2 separate regions of the Rattus norvegicus genome follow, and region 1 is linked to region 2. A link is a contact called in public Hi-C data. All regions are on one chromosome and are shown on one strand. Each heading gives the region's core, a stretch centred on a gene start, on an enhancer-like site or on the middle of the called end of the contact. The rest is flanking DNA. Distances are from core to core; before and after follow the strand shown.

Region 1 (5,283 bases), core at 2,376-4,875, 63 kb after region 2:
ATCTTGCCAGCCCAAGTCTATTCTGAAAACTAAACTTAACACATTTGGGATCGGAGGGACGGCTCAACAGCTAAGAGGGTTTGCATGAAGTCTCTAGTAATAATGGCAAGTGCTGTTATTTGGGGATAAAAAGTGCTTTATTCTCTAACATTTGGTACCAAGGCCAAACAAGAGCCCATTCAGAGACAGTCTCTGGTTCTGTTTCCTTCCATTATTACAAACTCGCACATAACTCTTCAAATCGGGGAGTGGCACTGGCAGTGACTTCTTCCCCAGCTTTCAGTGTGTCTTCCCGGTGTGTCCTGCCACCCAGAGGGAAGAGTTTGCACAGGATTGACTCTGGAACCCCTGGCATCTTTTTTTTTTTTCTTTTTTTGGAGCTGGGGACCGAACCCAGGGCCTTGCGCTTGCTAGGCAAGCGCTCTACCACTGAGCTAAATCCCCAACCCCTTAATTAAATATTTTAAAAATATATAAAGCACATAACTTTTTAAATTAATATTTATAATATATAAAAATGGCATATTAATATTACTTAAGAGAATATATTTCAAAAAAGCACACTCAAACGACTTTGTATAGAATTACCAGGATGTGGGGCAGTGGTGGCTCACAGCTTTAATCCCAGCACTCAGAGGCAGAGGCAGGCAGATCTCAGGTATGGGGACAGTGTGGCGTACACAGCAAGTTATAGGACAGCCAGAGTCAATAGTGAGACATCGTCTCAGAGAATGGGAAGGAGGACCTCCCTAGGAAGAGGGGATAGAAAAGAGCATTATGGATGGGTGGGGTTGGAGGCTGGAACAGGAAAATCAAACAGGGAGAGGTAGGGAAGGGGTTAAGAGGGACTATGGGTAGAGACAGCCAAAAGCAAGAGCCATTTGAGGGACGCTTGGAAACCTAATACAGTAGAGCCTTCTTAAATAAAGGTGGAGAGAAAGCTCTAACATAAGACACATTGGCAAAACAATGACCAAGAGTTGTGCGAGGAACCAACCACCACCTGATTGGACGTGAAGCCCTCTCCATAAGATGTAATACATGCCTGACACCGCTCTGATGGCCAAGAGCCTGAGACTGGATAGCCATAGACCGAGGAGGAAACCAAACGGTGCTGTTCTACTGAAGAGTGCAGCAACAACGTGATTCCTAACACGTTCTACTACACTCGCTCGTTGATCTGAGCCTCGCCAGACGTCATCAGAGAAGCAGATGGGATCGGACACAGAGCTGCACAGCCAGACAATGCGCAGAGAGGGACAGACCCTGGACGAACACTCACTCCTAAAGAGGATGTCTCCGCCAAGTCCCTCCCCTCGGGGCTCCGGGAACCCTGCTGAAGAGGAGGCAGAAAGGTCAGGGGACTGACACACGGAGGCACTCACAGGACCTGAAGCAGCAGGCACAGGGTCTCACAGATCTAAACCAGGGGATCCCTGTGCCTAGAGGGGAAGTAGACACACACCCCTCCATACCTAACCCGGAAGCTATCTCCAATTAATAACTGCTCACAAAGGAAAAATTAGTTTTCTCCAACAAAGTCTCACTGGAGGGGTTGGGGATTTAGCTCAGTGGTAGAGCGCTTGCCTAGCAAGCGCAAGGCCCTGGGTTCAATCCCCAGCTCCGAATTAAAAAAAAAAAAAATGTTTAAAGTCTCACTGGAGACTTGTTTCATAGTGCTTTGTTTGGGCATGAAATAAAAAAACAAAAAAAATGTGTACTGGTCCTTTACTTATATACGATGGCTTCTATTTTTGTATTTTTTTTTCTATACGATGGCTTCTATTTTTGTATTTTTTTTTCTATACGATGGCTTCTATTTTTGTATTTTTTTTTCTATACGATGGCTTCTATTTTTGTATTTTTTTTTTCTATACGATGGCTTCTATTTTTGTATTTTTTTTTCTTTTTTCGGAGCTGGGGACCGAACCCAGGGCCTTGCGCTTGCTAGGCAAGCGCTCTACCGCTGAGCTAAATCCCCAACCCCCCTATTTTTGTATTTTAATAGGATATCTGTGTGTGTCTGTATCTCTATGTTTTTTCATGCTTTTTCCTTTGGCTCTTTTTTTCCTGTTTGTTTTATTTTATTATCATCATCATTGTTTTTGATGCCTACTTTTTTCTATAAAGATTTGTGGGGTTGGGGATTTAGCTCAGTGGTAGAGCGCTTGCCTAGCAAGGGCAAGGCCCTGGGTTTGGTCCCCAGCTCTGAAAAAAAAAAAAAGAAAAGAAAAGAAAAAAAAAGATTTGTTTATTTATTTATTTTTAAAGATTTATTCATTAATTATATATAAGTAGCTGTCTTCAGACACACCAGAAGAGGGCATCGGATCTCTTTACAGATGGTTGTGAGCCACTGTGTGGTTGCTGGGAATTGAACTCAGGACCATCTGGAAGAGCAGTCAGGTGTTCTTAACCGCTGAGCCATCTCTCCAGCCCCCCAGATTTATTTATTTTTATTTATATGAGTACACTGCTGCTGCCTTCAGACACACCAGAAGAATGCATCGGATGGATGTGAGCGACCATGTGGTTGTTGAGATTTGAACTCAGGACCTCTGGAAGAGCAGTCAAAGCTCTTAACAGACAAACCATCTCTCCAGCCCTGATGCCAATTTTTTTTTGTTTTTGTTTGTTTGTTTGTTTTTTTTTTTTTTGGTTCTTTTTTTTTTGGAGCTGGGGACCGAACCCAGGGCCTTGCGCTTCCTAGGCAAGCGCTCTACCACTGAGCTAAATCCCCAACCCCTGTTTGTTTGTTTTTTATGAGAGAGAAAAGAAAGGGTGTGGTGTTTTGGGTGGTGGGTGGGATCTGGAAAGAGTTGGGGAAGCAACAGTGTAATCAAAATATATTGCATGAAAAAAATCGATTTTCAAAAAAACCAGCAAAAATACATGAAAATAAATAAAAACAAATTTGTTTTCGGAGCTGGAAAGATACCTCGGTAATTAAGAGCTCATGCAGCTCTTCTGGAGGACCCAGATTTGGTTCTCAGCACCCGTACCAGACAGCTTGCAAACACCCGTGACTCCAGTTCCAGTAGTCTCTGGAGGCACCTAGCTACCCCCACCTCCACGAATATATATAAATAATAAAAATAAATATTCTAAAATATTTTTATCGTAAAACAAAATGTAAGCATGAATTACCCTGCTGATCTCAAAAACATGAATATATATATATATTTTTCACATGTAAAGGTTTAATGAGAGAAGAAGAGTAGAAAGGGGGATAGATAAAGGCCAGCCATGAGCACGTGGAGGGAGGGGGGGATGGGGAGATTAGGGACAAAGAGGAGAGAGCAAGAGAGCAGAGTAAGAGTAAGAGCAAGGGCAAGAGAAGAGTAAGAGCCATGACTTGGGCTCCTGCCTCTCACAATTATTTCTCTCCTTTTCCACCCTGTGGGACCAGGGAGAGACTCAGGTTGTCAGGCTTGGTGTCAAGCATCATTTACGTGCTGAGCTCTCTCCTCAGCTTACCGTTTAAATGAAGTTCCTGAGGTTTGGAAAGAGTACATTCGCGTATAATTGCAAATGAACAGAATAATGCGGGGGAAAAATTGAAACTCAAGTTAGTCTTCTAAAACAGGCTCTTAACTGCTGCACCATGTCGCCCCCTACCGTCTGCCTAATGCACTGACATCCATGCCGCATCATTTTTAACGAGCCAGAGGAGCTCTAGTGTGACACTGGAGCAGCTAGGTTCAGGCCAGAGAAAAGGAACACCCACCAGAGCAACTCTCACTGGCCCTCATCTTTGGCTAGTCACCACGAGAAGCTCAGGTTTAGCCACCCCTGGTGATAACCACGTGAACTCCCAGCACTCAGGAAGCAGAGGCAGGAAGAGTTCATGAGATTTCGGCCAGTGTGTTAACTCATAGAAAGTCCCAAGCCAGCGTGAGACTTAGACTTGCTTCAGACTTGAAGCAACCCTTCTGCCTCTGACTCTGGTGTGTTAAAATTAAAGTTTCGGGCCACCCCACCTGGTTCCTGAGTGTCTTTTGTTTGTTTATTGAAACGGGGTTTTGCTGTGTTGCCTTGGCTGGCCAATAGTAGTTGGTATGTAGCCCAATCTGGCCTCAACGTGCCTCAGCCTTCCAAGTACTAGGTCACAGGTGTGAGCCACCAAACCCGATTCTTGGTCAGATCACCTCTCACCAGTCCTCCCTCCATCTGGTCTTTCCTCTCCATCTACCCTGACCTGGGATAGTAAGAGAAAAAGGAAAAACCAGGCATGGTGGCACATACCTTTAAATCTTAGCCCTCAGGAGGCAGAGGCAGGATCTACATATGAAGTTCCAGGCAGCCAGGGCTCTACAGAGCGATCCTCAAGACACAGAGAGTGACACGTACCTGTAAGTCCAGCACGTGGTAAGTGGAAGCAGGGATGGGGAGTTGGGGTCATCTCTGCTGCACAGGTTGAGACCGTTCTGAGCCACATGCGATCTCATCTTACAGATCGATAATAAAAAGCTGTGGCAATCCACTGAGGAGGTTATTTATGTGCTTTTTAAAAAACAGTGCTTTGGACAAAGCCTCGTACACACTAGGCAAGTGCCCCACCACTAACACACCCCAGCTCTTGGCTTATGATCCATTCTTACTGGCTTTGAACGTGCTATTGTAGGCTTATATTATTCCCAACCTACTTTAGTAAGGGTCCTTAAACGCTTCAACCTCCTTTATAGCCCACTGACCAAAGGCAGGGGAGGAAGATGGTTGATAGGACAAGGGGGATGTAGACCTGGTTAGAAGTGGTTCTTTGGAGTGATTCCAATTTGCTGCAGCAGCAGTCCAATCCACCAGTAAGGCACCAACCAGGAAACAGCAGCAGCACATCCAGAAGAAACCTTGAGACTCTGCGATCGGCGCTGAGGCTCTTGGTTTTACTGTCTATTGTAGTGTTAAGTGCAGCCCCCAAGATCTAGAGTCTGTACACAGCCCTTGGGACCCTGTCACCAAGTTAACTCTGATCAGTGAATAAAGATGTTGACAGCCAGGAGCTGGAGAGACGGCTCAGCGGTTAAGAGCGCTGACTGCTCTTCCAGAAGTCTTGAATTCAAACCCCAGCAACCACATGGTGGCTCACAACCATCTGTAATGGGATCTGATGTCCTCTTCTGGTGTGTCTGAGGACAGCTGCAGTGTACTCATATAAATAAAAATTATTAAAAATATCTTTTAAAAAGATGCTGGGCGGGGTTGGGGATTTAGCTCAGTGGTAGAGCGCTTGCCTAGCAAGCGCAAGGCCCTGGGTTCGGTCCCCAGCTCTGAAAAAAAAGAAAA
Region 2 (5,393 bases), core at 1,751-4,250:
GGAATTGGGCGTTCTGCTCCAGAAGTACCTCATTGGTGGCCAGCAGGTTGCTGACCTGCTTCTTCAGTTCTTCCACACGTTTCCTGAGCAGAGCATTCTCCTCCTCGAGCAGTCTGCACTCCACTCCACGGAGCGGAGCCAAGTTACATTCATAGGACTCAAAATGGGGGCCATCAGGAGGGCAGCAGCCACCTCTCCGGCGCTTAGGGCCCGGTTCATGGTCCTCAAAGCCCCTTTCCGGAAGGTCATAGATGTCATAGAGATCATGCCGTCGTCCTGGGGGAGCAGAGCCTGTCGAGCCTCCACCTCCAGTGCCTCCTCCACCTCGAGCCTCAAACTCAAAATCTCTTTGCAGGTGACGAAACTTGCACTTGGTTCCTCTCTGACAGTCACCTTTGAGGAAGTCACGGCAGATAGGGACCTCCTCCTTACCATTGGGTAGGTCAGCAGGTGAGAGACCCAGCCCAGCTGCCACTTTCTGCCTCAGCCGAGGAGGCAGCTCTCCTGTTTTCTTATAGCCATCCTCATCCTCCTTGGAGCCATGGATGAAGCGGCAGTTGGGACGGCTACACTCCTTGTTTTGGAAGTCATGGCAGAAGATAAATTCGTTTTTGCTTACCCCCAAATTGGATACCTCACTCATGTCTGGGTGGCGGTATCGACAACGCTTGCCTCGCTTGCAGACATTCCTCAGGAAGTCTCTACAGATGGCATCTGAGGTGGCCCCCCCACTGCCTGTCCCTGCTCCACTGGCCTCCTCACTGCTACCACCTCCAGGGCCTGCACCGCTGCTCCCAGTGCCGTTGGCATAGCTGTCCCGGTCAGGCATCCTGGTTCCCCCCAGCTCAGGGTCTTGTTTCTTCTCTCGCCACTCTTGGTGACTGTTAAAAAAGAGAGAGAGAACGGTGTCAAACAGGTCCTCCAGAAGCCCCCAGTCCTCTGGGGCAGTGGCTCTGGAGATGGAGAGCCCAAGGAGAAGCCCAGCCGGCCCAGCTGCCTTGCCAGAGCCCCGCCTAGGCCCTTGTGCACCTGGTCTCATTTGGAGTGATTCACACTTGCCTGGCTAACAGAAGAGGGAGAGAGCTGGGCTGAAGCCACTTCTCTTACTAACATGAGCCGGGGAGGGGGAGGGGGGCAGTGTGAGGTTTTACCTTCTCTCTTCTAAGTCGTGGGAGAGAAACTAAAGCAGGTGTTGGTGTGTGAACACTGGGCTATTTTGCTCTGAGAACTCGTGGATGAAGGGACACCAGAAACAGAACTTCCCTTAATCCCTCTTCAATGTGAACTCAGCAAGTCTCCATGAATTGTAGAAACCCTTGGTAAAAAGACTGGTGTCACTAGTTACAGGGTCATCCTTAAACCTGTTCATCTCCCAGTCTGTTCCACACACAAACACCCTCATTTCGGGGAAGAAGCTCTGACCTGAACTTTCTACTTCTAGATCCTAGGACAAACTGTGGGATGCTCAAGGTGGGAAGGGGTTAATTTCACAGGAACGGTGACCTTTCTTTCCCCATTCTCCACCCCACTGCACTCCGACTAATATCAAACCATAGCACTCCTTACCCCATACAAATCCTCTTTATTTATAGACTCTATAAAAGCTTTTTAAGTCTCCTGTTTCTCAAGAGAGGTCTGGAATGTAGATCCACTGCCCTAATTCTAGCCCTCCCTTCTCTCTACCCCTAAGTAAGACTGGGAGTCCCTGCTAACACGTGTCTAATCTTCTAAATGTTCCCTAAATACTCAGGCTCCCCCTACAGGTCAAATAGGAGAGGTTCATAGTTTCCGTTTGGGAATAAAGGTACCTTTCTTGATTTCTTTGACCTATCCCATTCACACCCGTTTCCTTGACTTTGCCTTTAGATTTCCCTAAAATAACTAACAAGATTAGAAGCCAGAGATACACAAGAATATGCAAGATGGGAAGAGCAGACCCAGAGTAAAAGAAACAAGTGGTTAAAAACAAGCCCTTACTGAAAGAAAAATGACGACCGGGTGAAGACTAAATACCTCCAGAGCCTCACCTATATTTCAAGTCCCACCAGAAGCAGGTAACTGGATATGATAATCTTCCTCACCCCATTATCCCAGAATTAATACCTGAGGTAGCTCAGGTGAAGTCCGGGGCTCCCGTGAGTCTCCACCTCCACATCACTGCTGGGTTCTGAACAAGAAAGAAACAAAAAACCTGGAGATTTGAGTAGAACAAGGAAAACAACGTGAAAGGGCTACGAGGTGGTTTTCATACACTGAAATGAATTCTAATAAAAAGTGGCTTTTAGGCTCCCTTAAGAGTTCAAAGTGCCAGTCACCTATCATAGGGAGAAGTCCCTAATAAAGATAGGGCTAGGACCGACCAATAAAGATTGGGAAGCTGAACTGAAAAACAAAATAGTTTCTGGTGGCAGAAGGGTTCGGGGAGCTTTACCTCAAGATGAGAAGGATATGGGGTTCAGAAGGTTGGATTTCGGAACGCCAAACCTGAAAGCTGGACAAGGGCAACAACTGACTACTGTCAGTGGGAAGGCGATCTAAGACTTGGGGGCGGTGATTACGACGGTCCCCAACACCCTAGAGTTCACGAAAAGTCCTACGAGTTCCCCTGGAAGTCTTCTGGCTTGGCCGGCTCCGTGATGCGGCGCCAGCACTGAGCCGGGGACCAGGTGACTAGGACACTAAGGAAGCGAAGTGAAAGGGGAGGGGGGCTAAGGGTGACATCAAGCTGAGGGGATGGGCAGGGCTGTGACGTCACGGAGCTGGCGTTTGCTCGGGAAGCGAGGTCAATCAGAAAAAGGGCTCTGTTCTGGGTAACCAGGAAAAGCCAAGCCAGGTCGGTTCGGGGGGGGGGGGTTGTTGGAGGAGGCTCGTGGGGCCCGGCAGAGCCCAGCCGATGGGCCATCCCCGACTCCTCCCCTCCGGGCGCGGCCTCCACCTAAGTCTCCCGCCTCCCTCACCTGCCGCCGCCGCCGTAGTTGCTGCTGCCGCCTGCCGGTCCTCTAGCTTCGACAAAGAGCCGCCCACCCTACGGCTCTTCCGCTTCCTGCGGAAGAAAGGGACGCTCTAGCCACCAGACCCGGAAACACACTCTATGGTCCCATTGCGTGCTCTTAACCGCAGGAAGCTCCCAGCAAGCCTTGCGCGTCACCATGGTAACACGACTCCTCCGCACCCGGAACTCGCACAGCGTCAACTTCTACGCAGGGGCCCCCCAAAACATAGAAGTGGCACTGCGAATGCACGAACTCTAACTTAAACTCAGGCGCACACTAAATCAACTGGCTCCAGCCAGATCGCAAACACCCGGGCTCTTGTTGCCTACACTGGACTACACAACTCCCCACCCAAAGGAGCCGCAAAAAACACGTAACAGCGATTTGATTCTTCAGCTGACAGCAAGAGGGTTTATTGTACACGAGTTACACTTGGCCACAAGAGAACAGAACTAGTCCAGAATGCCAAAGGTCCAGGGCAGAGGGCCAGCGGGACTGTTTTGGTTGTGAGGAAGGTAGTCATTTTCCCAGCTGATCTCGGCGAGGTGACATTCCGGGTCTACTGAGACTTATTACCGACAGCAGCATACAGTCCAACCACTTGTTCCGGGCTTCAGCATCCCTTACTTCTGCTCCCGCAGGCTTCGTGGGTGCACAAGATGGTTTACTTGGACCTCTGCCTCATCTTTCTTCTCTTGCGCTTCAGCCTGGAAAGGCAGGCACACAAACCGAGTTAATTTTTTCCCCTTCCCACATTTACCATCTGCACTTCGTACAAAATACGATGAAATTAAACAACACCAGCTCCGATGAACCGTGCTTAAACGTCCCTCCACGCCAAACATTTTCACATTAAGTTTCTTCTAAACATCCCACCCCAAGCTTTGCCCCTTTGCCCCAATGTTAAGTCAAAAAATTAACGTACCTGCGCATTCTCTTCTTCCGCCACTAAAAGCCCGATCATGTGAGAAGACAAAAAAGAATGTTAGCAGTAGGCCCGGGTAAGAACATTACTCAGAAAACAGGTTTGACAAAGAATCAAGAGTTGGTGCGGCACTGGCTCAATTTTAGATCCGAATCTTGTTTTCCCACCTTCCTCCAGCTACGACTTAAGCCTGTACTCGGCTCTGTGAAAACCCGAAGCAAACCGTTTGCAAACCCGATGAAGAACCATGGCGGAGATTCACTGCCTGATTTTCCGCCTCACAATTCCTTCCTACCGCCCAAGCTCACCACTTATGAACCGCTCACCTTCGCTCTCATGGCGCAGGAGTCTCTAGAAAGAAAGGGAAGAAATTGCCGTTAGTCTGCTGTGATGAGAGTAAATGTGGAGGTCGGATGTTAATGGATTGTACTCGAAGTCGAAACAACAGCTAACACGGTAACTCACCAAGGAAGATGGCGCTAAGACCGAGAGAGCGGGGAGTCCGGCCTACTGCTATTTAATGGCGTGCTTGGTGTCGTCACTTCCGAGCCGCCCCTTCTGTTTCCCTTAGGGAGGGGCTGCTCGAGACAGTAAGTGACTTCCGGTTGCCTTACTAGAGGAAAATGTTTTGAGTGCGCGTTACCAAGCCCCACCTTTCCTTCTATATTAAGGATATTGTATTATTTCAGCGCGAGCACCTGTTTCCAGTATGGGACTGAGAAAAAGTAGGCGGAAAAAAAATAACCTCCGTCTTCTCGTTGCTTCATGGGAATTGTAGTTTTTTGGTAAATATCTCTACTTACTACTGATAGGTGTGGCTTGTAGTAAAAATTACTAGTTTTGCCCTGACTTGGTGGTGCACGCCTTTATTACCATCTGCTGGGAGGTAGACGCAAAGGCAGGCGGAGCTCTGTGAATCCGATCTACATAATGAGACCCTGCCTAAAGTAAATAAACAAAAATATTACTTTTGGTCTTTTTTTTTTTTTTTTCCGGAGCTGGGGACCGAACCCAGGGCCTTGAGCTTGCTAGGCAAGTGCTCTACCACTGAGCTAAATCCCCAACCCCACAAAAATATTACTAATTATCTTCTATTTGATCCCTCTGCCATCCCCCAGTTAAACTGTGTGTCAACATCAGAATTTTTTTAAAAGACTTTGGGGCCTCACGTTTGCTAGGCAAGCGCTCTACCGCTGAGCTAAATCCCCAACCCTTATTTTTTTTTTTTTTTTTTTTAAGATGGTTGTGAGCCACCATGTGGTTGCTGGGATTTGAATTCAGGACCTCTGGAAAAACAGTCAGTTCTCTTACCCGTTGAGCCATCTCTCCAGCCCCATATCAGAATTTCTAAAAGAGTTAAGATTTTAAAGCCAGGGGGTTGGGGATTTAGCTCAGTGATAGAGCGCTTGCCTACCAAGCGCAAGGCCCTGGGTTCGGTCCCCAGCTCCGAAAAATAGAAAAGAAAAAAAAAAAAG

Evidence for each region. A called contact is a pair of places that touch in the nucleus more often than the background predicts.
Region 1: a contact with region 2 is called in a Hi-C map of Schwann cells, with 4 times the contacts expected there. The contact joins the enhancer-like site here to the promoter of Zc3h10 in region 2. A contact is called at or near these places in 3 of 12 Hi-C or Micro-C datasets (the Rat2 cell line, Schwann cells and liver).

What each region holds. Positions count from the first base shown.
Region 1 is chr7:1,621,831-1,627,113 of GRCr8, forward strand. No RefSeq gene overlaps it. Among named protein-coding and RNA genes, the nearest start is that of Rps26, 19 kb to the right of the region's middle. Within about 2 kb of position 3,626, at least 2 of the 93 cell types and tissues checked have an H3K27ac peak or open chromatin away from gene starts, as enhancers often do. A contact at or near this core is called in Schwann cells, where this site is marked.
Region 2 is chr7:1,559,041-1,564,433 of GRCr8, forward strand. It overlaps Zc3h10 (zinc finger CCCH type containing 10), which reads right to left and starts at 3,001. Exons shown (of 3, transcript NM_001191090.1): 1 at 2,958-3,001; 2 at 2,104-2,167; 3 at 1-881. The coding sequence starts at 829. It overlaps Rpl41 (ribosomal protein L41), which reads right to left and starts at 4,457. Exons shown (of 4, transcript NM_139083.2): 1 at 4,384-4,457; 2 at 4,245-4,269; 3 at 3,919-3,941; 4 at 3,377-3,700. The coding sequence starts at 4,256. The coding sequence ends at 3,658.